2 separate regions of the Columba livia genome follow, and region 1 is linked to region 2. The links are chromatin contacts, called in public Hi-C maps. All regions are on one chromosome and are shown on one strand. Each heading gives the region's core, a stretch centred on a gene start, on an enhancer-like site or on the middle of the called end of the contact. The rest is flanking DNA. Distances are from core to core; before and after follow the strand shown. Region 1 overlaps DTX2 (deltex E3 ubiquitin ligase 2). Region 2 holds the start of SSC4D (scavenger receptor cysteine rich family member with 4 domains).

Region 1 (2,700 bases), core at 156-2,655, 34 kb after region 2:
AGAGATGGGCCTGTTTTGTGCCCTGAATTTCTGCATCGTGTGCCCTTTCCCTTCCCACACTCCTCCGGGTTTTTCCATCACAGTTCTAGCAAGAGCTGTGAGCCCAGGAGGCCACCAGTGAGCTGCCTACACCAGACTGGTGCTGAAATAGCTGGTGGTGGGTGCAGTGTACCCCTGCTTGCTCCTTTCTGCCACTGCGAACGCTGACCGCAGGCAGGTCGAGGCGGCATTGTTGGAATTGCAGCCAGCATGGTGACTAGCTGGGTTATATTAAATAAAGGCACTAATTAGTCAGGACTCATTACCGTTGTTGCTGTTCTGGCAGTGATGTCTGTGGTGCAGATCAGTATGCAGTTTTCCCCTGGCTTGGAGGTTTCCCTGCGTGTGTTCTCTGGGGTGGGCAGTCATGTGTGGAATGCTGTGGTCGTGGAGGTGAGGATGCTTGTCCAGGATGGGATCTGGCTGGATGGGGGGTGTAATCCCAGCTGATTCTGATTGCTCCTCTTATGTTCTGTCCATCTGCAGACCCATGGGATGGGTGGGACTGGGGAACCCCATGGAATTGGGGGGAACTCTCTGTTCCCATGGGGGACGGCTGCTGAAGGAGACAGGCTGTAATAACTGGGATGCTCTTTAATGCTAAAAGTGAAGAAACCTGGTTTTAACACCAAATCTCCTCTCACCTTCCTAATCTCTGGACAGCCCTCTTGGGGACTGAGGCCAGGAGGTCCAACCTTTGCGGGTCCAGAGGTGATGAGACATGGGTGCCCGTAGCAATAACTAGAAACAACCTGTGTCTGGTATGCATAGGGTATCAAAAAAAGAGTCTGCTGCGAACCATATGGCTCATTTTGGGATACAGAAGGAGGCATGTTGCTGCTGCAAGGATTTGAAACACATCTGTCAGATGTTGCCCGTGGAAAGCCCTTGCTTCAGCAAGCAACTTATTATGTACAGGGAGGAAGGGGAAGCATTAAAAAAATCGTTATTCCTCTCTTTGTAAATGAAAGAATGGTAAACATTCCTTCACATCCCAGATAAATCAATAGCACAGCATTCGGCCAGCCGGTGATAAAAAGCATCAGTCGATTCTGCTGTTGCATTTTCAATTCACTATTGAATCCTGAAAACTGTTGGATCATCAAAACAGGCTTTGATCCCAAGGGATGGCTAGAACAAAGATTTGGAGGCAAACACTTTTAGGGAGCGAATGGTCCGGTAAGGAAGCGATTAATGTGCTGGAGCAGATGTGGCTGGTGGTGGGTGCCGTGTCTCCCAGCTGCCTTCCAGCTGTGGTCTGGCCTGCCAGATGTGCTGTTCTGCCCGCAGAAGAGCCTCCCTTCAGAGGCAAGGAAGGCTGTGTGGGCTTGCTGCCATTGCTGAAACCAAGTTCTGTGCATCAAAAGGCTTCCTTGGGACTGGACAATGAAGCACTTGCAGCTGGGGACAGATTTGCTAAGGTGTCTGGGCTCCCCCAGACAGCTTGGTGGATATAAGTGCATCAGAGCGTTATCACAGCAAAGTGACAGGAACAGACCAGAGATGCCACAATGCAAACCCATCAGGCCTGGGTTTCCTAAGGATGGCTGAGAGCTGCATCGCCCTTTTCTGCCTGATTGTCCGCAGCTCCGGCCCAATGCCAGCTGCTGAGGTGGTGTAATGCCATTTGCTTTGCTTGAAATCCCTGCTGTACCCCACAGACCTTGCGAGAGCTTTCTCATTCTCACTCTTACCCAGCTCTGCACTGGGTTTTTTGTCTCCCTTCATTGATTTGATTCAAATGAGCCTGGCCAGTTCTTGGGCAAGTCATCTCTTTGTTCCTCTGAGCTGCTACAAAGGAAAGTCAACAGCAAGAGAAATGAAGGAGCGTCCTCTGCTGTCCCAAACAAGGCAAATTTCTCTAAAGCCGCTCAGATTTGCAGTGCAGGTGAACCGGGATGTTCTGTCGAGTCCCGGGCGGGTGTTGCTGCTGGTGTAACACACCTTCTCGCTTCTCTCACTTGTCTTCACCACCTTGTCTGTGCATCTTTTTGGCATTGCTTTCTCCAGCCCGTAGCCAGAGGAGACAAGAAGGTCGCTTCAAAAAGAGCCACCTGGAAAACACGGTCTAGAAGGACTTGGTGCTCAGTCTGGCAGGCAGCACGAGATCCTCAGGAGTGAGAACGTGGTGGCCATCACAGTCAGGTACTTGTGGAAGTGGATGGAGTCACGGCGGGTAACAGAAAGTCCTGCTCACATGGGGCTTCCCAAAACCTGCAGAGCAGAAGCAGCTGAAGCCTCTTTCTCCTGTGTGACTGCGTAGGTCTTTGGTGGTTGCAAGCCAGAGCCTGGTTCCAACTGTCCTGCATGGGAAGTGCCAGGCTGGAGTAGGGACATCATGGAGCACACAGCCAGCAGACCTTTGGGTGCAGTGAGCACTGAGCTGAGACAGTTCAGACCCATTGCGTCCCCTTGCAGGTCTGTGCTGGCGGCAGATTGTGATCCGCTGCGTAGGAGCAAGGTCCCAGCTGAGGATTCCCACCTCTCACCTCTGGAAAAGGCAAAGAGCTGCATCCCCAGTGGTGTCTGCCGATGAGCCCCTGAAGCAGCTCCTGAGCTCCTGGCCTGGGAGCTGGAAGGCTGGGGCTTGCCCAGGCTCCTGTTTGTCTCCTGCTCCTCTTGTGGCAGTTCTTGGAAATGCTTTTCCAGGGGATTTTGACA
Region 2 (2,700 bases), core at 56-2,555:
AAGAGCTTTTGATCCTGTTTTGTGTTGATTTTTAACACCTAGTCCACTCCAGTGCTGAAAAAGCGGCAGATAAAAAGGACATTGTTAAATATTCAATATTCATCTCCCTTTAAGTCAAAATCAAAACTCTGAAATATTCATTTGAGAGCATCCTCCGGCAAAGTCAAGAGAGACCTAAAAAAATATGCCTGGTGTGTCTACATTAATGAGGAATGGGTAAACCGGCAGTTTTGGAGAAGAGAGTGAGCCCTCCACGTTCCTCTGATCCAGCTTCACAAAGCCAAGAGAAAAGCAGGAACTAGCTCAGAGTAAACACCATCCCTTTCAGGTCATAGTGCTAAATTAAACCACCAAATGGGAGGATAAATTACCCTTCATTTGTAACTTAGCCTTGCCCATTAATGAAGAGAACTGGGAGAGCCCAGTGGTTCAGGGGACAGTGGCAGAGCCATCAGGGTCCTCCTGGGGTCCCCATGCCCTGGAGGTCACCAGCAGGTCGGGGGTATGGGAAGCACCACTTGAGAGGGTAGAAACTGTAAAAATTGATTTAATCCAATTACGGTGTCTGACTACACCTTAGTTGCCTGTTTTGGGGCTGGCTTTGTCTTGACAGGGCTTTGCTGAGGCAGTGAGGTTTTACCAACCACCTGGTTGTAATTACTCTAATAAAGTCATGCCAGGATAATTATGCTGTGCTTGTGTGGACCCTCATTTGAGAGCAAATGGCTTTTTCCAGTTTGGATTTACACATTTCCCAGCCAAGCCAGACAGTTCCTACCAGTAGTGACTCGGGACCGATGTAACAGAATCAGAGAATCACAGAAAGGTTTGGGTTGCAGGGACCTTCAAAGCTCCCCCAGTGCCACCCCTGCCATGGGCAGGGACATCTTCACCAGCTCAGGTTGCTCAGAGCCCCATCCAGCCTGGCCTGGGATGTCTCCAGGGATGGTTCATCCACCACCTCTCTGGCCAACCTGGGCCAGGCTCTCACCAACCTCAGTGTCAACAATTTCTTCCTCATGTCTGGCCTGAATCTCCCCTCCTTTAATTTAAAACCATCAACCCTTGTCCTACCAAACAAGATAGGAGCTGAACTTGCTCCCTCCATCCCTATGCATGTTCAGTGCTGTTGGAGATGTCAAGACACTCCTCATTTCCCGCTGCCCACCACACCATACAGGAGCTCACCGGTGGGGCCAAGGAGGAGGAAGAGGAGAAGCGCGACTGGCGTCAGGGAGAGGGGCAGCACCCCAATGTCTGGTGTCCCCGCGCTGTGCCGGCTGGCCGGGTGGGGACCGAGTCCCATCGCTGTTCCCACAGATGGGTGTCCAGAGGAGGTTGTCCCTGAAACACGCAGACAGCAGTGTTGGTGAGGGCCAGGAGAGCCTTTGCCCCATGACAGGCCATGCAGGACCTGCAGAGAAGTCCCTCCTTGACACTTGCTGGAGCAGTGGCCAGGAACAACATGAAAAATAGCCCAGGTTGTATTTATTGAGAACAAGAGATGTTTTTTTGAGTGGTAAGAGAAAGCTGCAGGGCCACATCCCAGCCATGAGACAAAACTGGAAGCAGCAAGAACCTCAGGGCTGGGCTACTGTATAGGCAGAAGTTTGGACCCCAGACCCACCAGGACACCTGGATGCTGGGCCTTGGTGGTCTCACCCAGGGTCTTCAGCCCTCAGGATGTTCAGGGAACCATCCTGTTTGCATCCAAATGGAGGTTGTCCTCCTGTTACACCTGCACGAGGTTACAAGCCAACCCCACAGCACAAACATGCCATATACCCCCTACTACACATGGGCAAAGTGGGACACGCATTAAATCCAGGCAGCATTGGGAAGGAGCAGAAACGTGAAAGGCACTTCCTAAACCATCCTGGGGGCTTTACCCAGACACCCCCCTTGTCTCCACTCTCTCATCCTGAGGGAAAAAGCAGGGAAAGGCATTTCTGCAGGAAGACAGAAATTTCTGGGGTCTGCTGGGACAACCTCATTCACCTGGGAGATGGAGATGCAAATGCCATGGGGACAAGATGGAAAGCAATTGGGAATGTCAGGCAGAAAGTGAGGAGGAGATTAAATATCACAAGATGCCATTTCCCCTTAGTTTACTGTTCCCTTCAGGAATTACTGCCAAAGCAGTGGATTTCCAGCTCTGTTCTCCTGCCCTGTTGTGGAGTGGGATGGGGGCTGATCCTGCTCCCCGTTACACCTCTGAGAACCCAGAGCAGCACCCCAGTGCTCCCAGCAGCCGACCTGCCAGCAGCACTGGGATGGCAGTGTGTGCTGGGGAGGAGTGCCATCGTGAGGATGCTTTCACACGCTGGCTCTAAAGCCAGGCTGTAAATCTCAGCTAAGCAGAGCCCTAAAATTAATCCGTCCAGCCTACACCAGGCACATGTCTTGGAGGGATGGGCACCATCTGCTGCTGCTTGAGGCACCTCCTGATGGTGAGAAACTGGGGAAAGGACAGTGAACTATGGGGTATTGGTGACCAAACACCCCATCGAGGAAATGCCTCATCCAGTTTTTCGTTCCTCCTGGTTTTCTGATGCAGAGGCACAGGGTGGGAACAGCACCCAGGTGGGGCCATGTGCCAGTGCTGTGTCCACCCAGTCCCTCAAGACCATTGACTGGGTGGGCTCCCAAGCCCCCAGACAAAGCTTTTGATTTTTATAGAATCATTGAATGGTTTGGGTT

The links. Hi-C and Micro-C count contacts between places; a contact is called where the count stands out from the background.
Region 1: a Hi-C map of liver shows a contact between it and region 2, with 3 times the contacts expected there. The contact joins the enhancer-like site here to the promoter of SSC4D in region 2. A contact is called at or near these places in 2 of 2 Hi-C or Micro-C datasets (crop and liver).

What each region holds. Positions count from the first base shown.
Region 1 is chr20:6,272,781-6,275,480 of bColLiv1.pat.W.v2, forward strand. The region is part of intron 6 of DTX2 (deltex E3 ubiquitin ligase 2); the gene reads left to right. Among named protein-coding and RNA genes, the nearest start is that of POLR2J, 25 kb to the right of the region's middle. Within about 2 kb of position 1,406, at least 1 of the 3 cell types and tissues checked has an H3K27ac peak away from gene starts, as active enhancers do.
Region 2 is chr20:6,239,054-6,241,753 of bColLiv1.pat.W.v2, forward strand. It overlaps SSC4D (scavenger receptor cysteine rich family member with 4 domains), which reads right to left and starts at 1,306. Exons shown (of 10, transcript XM_065037351.1): 1 at 1,189-1,306. The coding sequence starts at 1,306.